Regions from separate parts of the Callithrix jacchus genome. Here region 1 is linked to region 2. A link is a contact called in public Hi-C data. All regions are on one chromosome and are shown on one strand. The core of a region is the stretch at or near the end of the contact, and the rest is flanking DNA. Distances in the headings are between cores, read along the strand shown.

Region 1 (2,832 bases), core at 89-2,588, 200 kb before region 2:
ACCAGTGCAAAAGTCTGGGGAGGCATTACAAACAAAAGCCAGTGCAAAAGTCCTGAGGTGGGGCTGAGCCTGACTTTTGTGATTTGTTTGTTTTTTTTTTTGAGAAAGAAAAAACAAGACTGGGCACAGTGGCTCATACCCATAATCCCAGCACTTTGGGAGGCTGAGACAGTCAGCTCACTTAAGGCCAGGAATTCTAGACCAGAGTGGGCAACATGGTGAAATGCCATCTCTAGTAAAAATACAAACAAAAAAATTAAGGGGGCATGGTGGTTCACTGGAGTCCCAGCTCCTCGGGAGGCTTAGGTGGGAGGATTGCCTGAGGCCAGGAGGTGGAGGTTTCAGTGAATGGTGATCTCACCACTGCACTCTAGCCCGAGCGACAGAGTGAAAACCTGTCCCAAACAAAAATAAAGCAAGTGTGATGAGAGTACAGAGATTAAAAGTGAAAGTGGTACAGGATAAGGATTGAGAGGGAGGTAGGAGCAGGTGTCAGAGAATCTTGATAGCTAGCTGTGTGACCTTAGACCAGTTACTTAACATCTCTGACACTCAAGTTTTCTCATCTGTATGCTGGATGTAATAGTGTCTTATATAGTATGTACTACATAGGGCACCTATGAATAGGGTACTAGTATTCAACACTATTAAATCAGGTAAGGTATGCAGAGCATCTCCATGGCACAGGCCCACAATAAAAGGGAGCTATCAGCCAGGTGTGTTGGTTAATGCCTGTAATCCCAGCACTTTGGGAGGCTGAGGTAGGCGGATCACTTGAGCCCAGGAGTTTGACCCCAGCCTGAACAACATGGCGAAACCCAGTCTCTACCAAAAACACAAAAATAAGCTGGGCGTGGTGGTGGACACCTGTATTCCCAGCTACTTGGGAGGCTGAGGCAAGAGAATCCAGCCTGGGCTACAGAGCGATACCCTGTCTCAAAAAAAAAAAAAAAATGAAAAAGGTCGGGGGAGCTATCATCCAATGTGTTGCAATAAGAAAGAGTTAAGGAAACTGAAGGAGGACTGGAGTAGGTGTCACACACAGAGGAGTAACTAAAATTGGATCTTGCAGGTCAGGTAGACTTTAAATAGATTGGAGGGGTGGTGGGAGGTGACATTCTAGGCATGAGTTATTTTACGGGCAAATGCATGAACATGGCAGTGAACAAGGTGCATTTTCCCAATGATGAAGACATTGGCCTGATCATGGGGACAAGATCATGGGTGAGCCTTGTTAGTCACACCGTAGAGGAGGCACACCCAGGCCATGGAAAGATGTTAGATGGAGGAGGAATGTGGCTTATGACTGCAGTGTCAGAGGTCCCTTGGGCTGCAAGGTTTGTGGCAGACTGGAAAAGAGGGTCCTGGCCACATGAAAGTCTTCAGGAAAAGCTCCAAGTTCAGTTGAACATAAACCAGACGGTGCATAAGTCAGGGGTTCAGACTGTAGGACCTTCTCTTCAGAAAAAAAAAAAAAAGGAAAAATAGGCTGGGTGCAGTGGCTCACACCTGTAATCTCCAAACTTTAGAGGCCAAGGCGGGGGGAATCACCTGAGGTCAGGAGTTCAAGACCAGCCTGGGCAACATGGCAAAACCCTATCTGTACTAAAAATACAAAAATTAGCCGAGCATGGTGGCAGTCACCCATAATCCCAGCTACTCAGGCAGCTGAGGCACGAGGGTCACTTGAACCCTGGAGGTGGAGGTTGCGGTGAGCCGAAATTGTGCCACTGCACTCCATTCTGGACAACAAAGCGAGACTCTGTCTCAAAGAAAGGAAAAGGAATGATAGGAATGACTTCCTTCAATGATTTGGGCCACCCTCCTTGTTGAGCCCTGAGATTTTTCTCAAAACTACACTGTGAGAAGAATCCTCACACAGCCCCTTTCCCAGTTATCTCCTTTAGCTGGTCAAAAGGAGGTAACTATAGTTCTAATCTTTCCCCAAGAACCCCGGCTCCAAAGTGTCCTCTGTGCACTCCCTGCAAGTGACGGCAGAGTCTCTTTTTGAATTATGACCAGTTCGGGGAGGCACCTCCTGGCTCTAGTTGTGTTTATTTTCAGAAGAAGTTTGAGTGGGGCTGTTGAGGGGGTGGAAGTTGGCCATTTCCACCTTTCTGTGGAGCGGGTCTGGAAAATTGCTTATGTCCAAGGGTGTCTCCTTGCAATGTCTTGGTCATAGGCCTAGTTCTTTTTCTTTGTCTGGTAAATATTTTTGGAAAGCATTTTCTTTCAGCACTCCCTCCTCCCTCTTTTCACCCCCGGAAAACCACTGAGTGAGAGCCCTCCCAGGATGCCGTCTGAGTTGCATTTTCCAGCCTAGATGCCACGTGCATCTTTTGCCTTTGGTGAACTTTAAACAGAAGAACACAAAGCTGAAAGGAACATTTTGCCAATGAAAGTGGCTACTGTCTACAACTCATCGACAGACCAAGAGGAGAAATAGCTGGCAGTTACGTAATAAAAGCAGTGATGGTGACCAACCAGAACAGATTCAAGGTCAAGTTACCAGGAGAGGGAGAGATAAAGTTCCTGAGATTATACGTGTTAGTGCCTTTGGCAGCTCTGTGTGCAGAGTGAGTCTTTTACCCCTAGAGGGCAGTCACGGCCCTCCTGAGGCACCAGCCCTTCAGGTCACCATAATGGTTCCCATCTCTTTGCTAAATAAGCTTTGTTTACCAAGAAATAACAAATAGCCTTTACAACATGACTGTGACTTTTGATCACTGTCCCTTCCAATGGGATGGCGACGATGGGCCTTCCACTGTATAATTCTAGCCAAAAATAAAACTTGCTTTGTGGCTGGTCTGCACGCCTGATAGAGGTACATAT
Region 2 (2,708 bases), core at 176-2,675:
CTCTCCTCACCCGATGCTTCTGGCCTGGGATACCTGAAATGAAGTTGCTGGCAAAAAATAAAGAAAAACCCATATACTTGCTTTGCTCAAATGCTTCCTCCTCTAGGAAATTATCCATTCAATTCAGTTTAAGAGAAATTTACTCTGTGAGCCAGGTACTGGAAACTGGTAGAGCACGAGGTCAGATCTGCAGGCCTGCATTATTTGGCTTGGGTACCACTGTGTACATTTTTGAACGTCACATGCAAAAAAATTCAGATTATCTGACACCACTTGGAACATCAGATCTGGCCACACTGCTCTTGCATGGAAACAAATCAGCTGTCTCTGTGCATTGATTTCACCCTTGAGAATGCTCATGGACTCCCTTTTTTTTATTTTTTATTTTATTTTATTTTTTATATTTTCTCTTTTTGTTTTTGTTTTGCTCATGGACTCTCTAGTTTGCTCTTTTACCCATACTGCCTTGCACCTGGCATGCTTTCCTCGTTTACATGACTTACTTGGCTTCTGCAGAATTTTTTAGTTTGCTCTTGTTGTTTTTAGCTATGTTTTAAAAAATCTTTGTCTTATCTCACAAGCTGAATGTATTAGATAATGAGTAAATCATTTCCCTTTGAGCTAATAAGGCTGAGTCAGTATGATAGCACAAAGGCATTAGGCTGGATAGGCCTATCCCTCCCTGACAAATGCGTGATATTCTTTCATCTTCAAAAATGTTGTGGTCTGCTCACTCCTACCATCTCAAAGGAGTATTTGTACTTTTCACTGAGATAAAATCCCATTTGCAGCAACTGTTTAATTCACCGAGGCCAGCTGCATTTTATATCATATCCAAGCTTCTGTGCCAATCACACAAGATAACTATTTTAACATTCAGTTTCACTTCAGACTTACTCATGTTTATCTGGACTGCTCCCATCCAGTTGACTAAAGCCATCGCTAGATTTTCCTTCAGAAAGACTTCAGTATAATAATATGGGCAGCTTTAGTTCATCAAAAGACTCCACGACACATTAGGGTTGTTATGATTACAGAGTTGAAGTTTACAAACCCTTGAGCATTCATCTTCATCACTGGCCATTTCTTCTCTGCCACATTTATAAGATCTTCTTTCTCTTTAACCAGGTTCTCTAGATTCTTTTTGTAATTGTCTCCTCTTTCCTATCATGTAATAGGAAATTCCTCTTCTCTTGTCAGGTAATCTAGAACAATCCCTAAATCTTCCTTTCCCTTTAGATCATTCAGGGTTTTCTTAGCATATTCAATCTGTCCCCAAACCAAACTGCTCATTTTTAGGCCTAGGGGTTGTTTCTGGTTCCCAGTTTTCTGTCTTATCTCCATTCTGTCACGCATTTAGGTCTAAAACTCCGGGGTTATCTTCAGCTCCTTTTTTTCCTTCCACCCCTCCTCCCCATTTTTGGGGCTTCCGATAAACCAGGATGATCTGTAAGAGCCAAGGCCAAACATAGATCTAGCTTTGGAAATGTTGTTATTCTTATAAAGGGAACCTCCACAGGAAAAAAGCAATGTAACATTTCAAGCTTATCCCACAGGAGCACATATAATCCAGGAATTATATAAACCAGAATTGCTTGCCCTTAATATGTAGTGGGAAAAAATATTTTTTGTATTCTTTTCTAAAGTCCATATAGTGATTCTCAAATGTTATTGTGGATCAAAATCACCTAAAGGGTTAAATACAGATTACTGAGCCCACCGACGGAGTCTCTGATTCAGTAGGTCATGTGTGGGACCTAAGAATTTGCATTTCTGACAAATTCCCTGGTAATGCTGCTGCTGCTCATTCCAGGACCACATTTGATAACCACGACTCTGTGATATCCCTGGTAAACTGTGTCTGCTGCTGTGTTCCCTGAAGGGCCTTGCTTTCCTCCATAGCGCCCTTTGCCTCAAATTACCTTTTCTTCAATCTCTATCTGTTAGAATCTATCCATTTTCCAAGGCTTGACTCAAATGCTATTTCTTATACACAACAAAACATCAGGAGTGCTCTGCCTGTGTATTTCCATTACCCTTTGGCCACACCTCTTTCATAGCACCTCCCACATTCTTCTCCAGGTTCACAGCCCTTCTGCTCACAGTGTTCTCTCCTACAGGATTCTGAGTTCTTCAAAGCAGGTCTTGCACATCTCTATCCTGGACTCCCACTGAGGTGGTCCAGAGTAGGATCTTAATACAGGCATGCCAAATTAAACAGCCTGTGCTGAAACCAATCTTCTTACCCTGCTCTGCCTCCCAGCCTCTGAGTGTATGCGTATGTGAGCCCTGTGTAATGCTACACACACACACACACACACACACACACTGGCACACTAAACATACTTTCTTCAGAAGCTAACAAGTGAAGGGAAAAAAGGCTCCCTAACAAGTTGATACTCTTTGTTTTATATTTTTATAACATACCTAGCTATTTTTATGATTTCTATCTTTTGTATTCTGCCTAGAAATGGCTTCTTCAAAAACAAAATGTGTGCTTTGCTTTTCTTGCAGCTTTGAGAGTTTTTGGTTTTCTAAAAATATTTGATATGGATAAATTAAAGGGTTAATTTTTAAAGTAGAAAGCAAAAAGGCTATTTTATTAATTCTTTTTTTTAATTAATTTTTTAAAAATTAATAAGGATATCCAGGACTTCAACTCAGATCTGGAACAAGTAAACTCAATAAATATTTATAGAGTTCTCCAT

What was found. Hi-C and Micro-C count contacts between places; a contact is called where the count stands out from the background.
Region 1: a Hi-C map of skeletal muscle shows a contact between it and region 2, with 12 times the contacts expected there. The contact joins two enhancer-like sites. A contact is called at or near these places in 3 of 3 Hi-C or Micro-C datasets (induced pluripotent stem cells and skeletal muscle).

Annotation. Positions count from the first base shown.
Region 1 is chr15:51,126,222-51,129,053 of calJac240_pri, reverse strand. All of the region lies in intron 4 of FRMD4B (FERM domain containing 4B), which reads left to right. Among named protein-coding and RNA genes, the nearest start is that of LMOD3, 150 kb to the right of the region's middle. Within about 2 kb of position 1,338, at least 5 of the 16 cell types and tissues checked have an H3K27ac peak or open chromatin away from gene starts, as enhancers often do. A contact at or near this core is called in skeletal muscle, where this site is marked.
Region 2 is chr15:50,928,363-50,931,070 of calJac240_pri, reverse strand. The region is part of intron 4 of LMOD3 (leiomodin 3); the gene reads left to right. Among named protein-coding and RNA genes, the nearest start is that of ARL6IP5, 27 kb to the right of the region's middle. Within about 2 kb of position 1,425, at least 6 of the 16 cell types and tissues checked have an H3K27ac peak or open chromatin away from gene starts, as enhancers often do. A contact at or near this core is called in skeletal muscle, where this site is marked.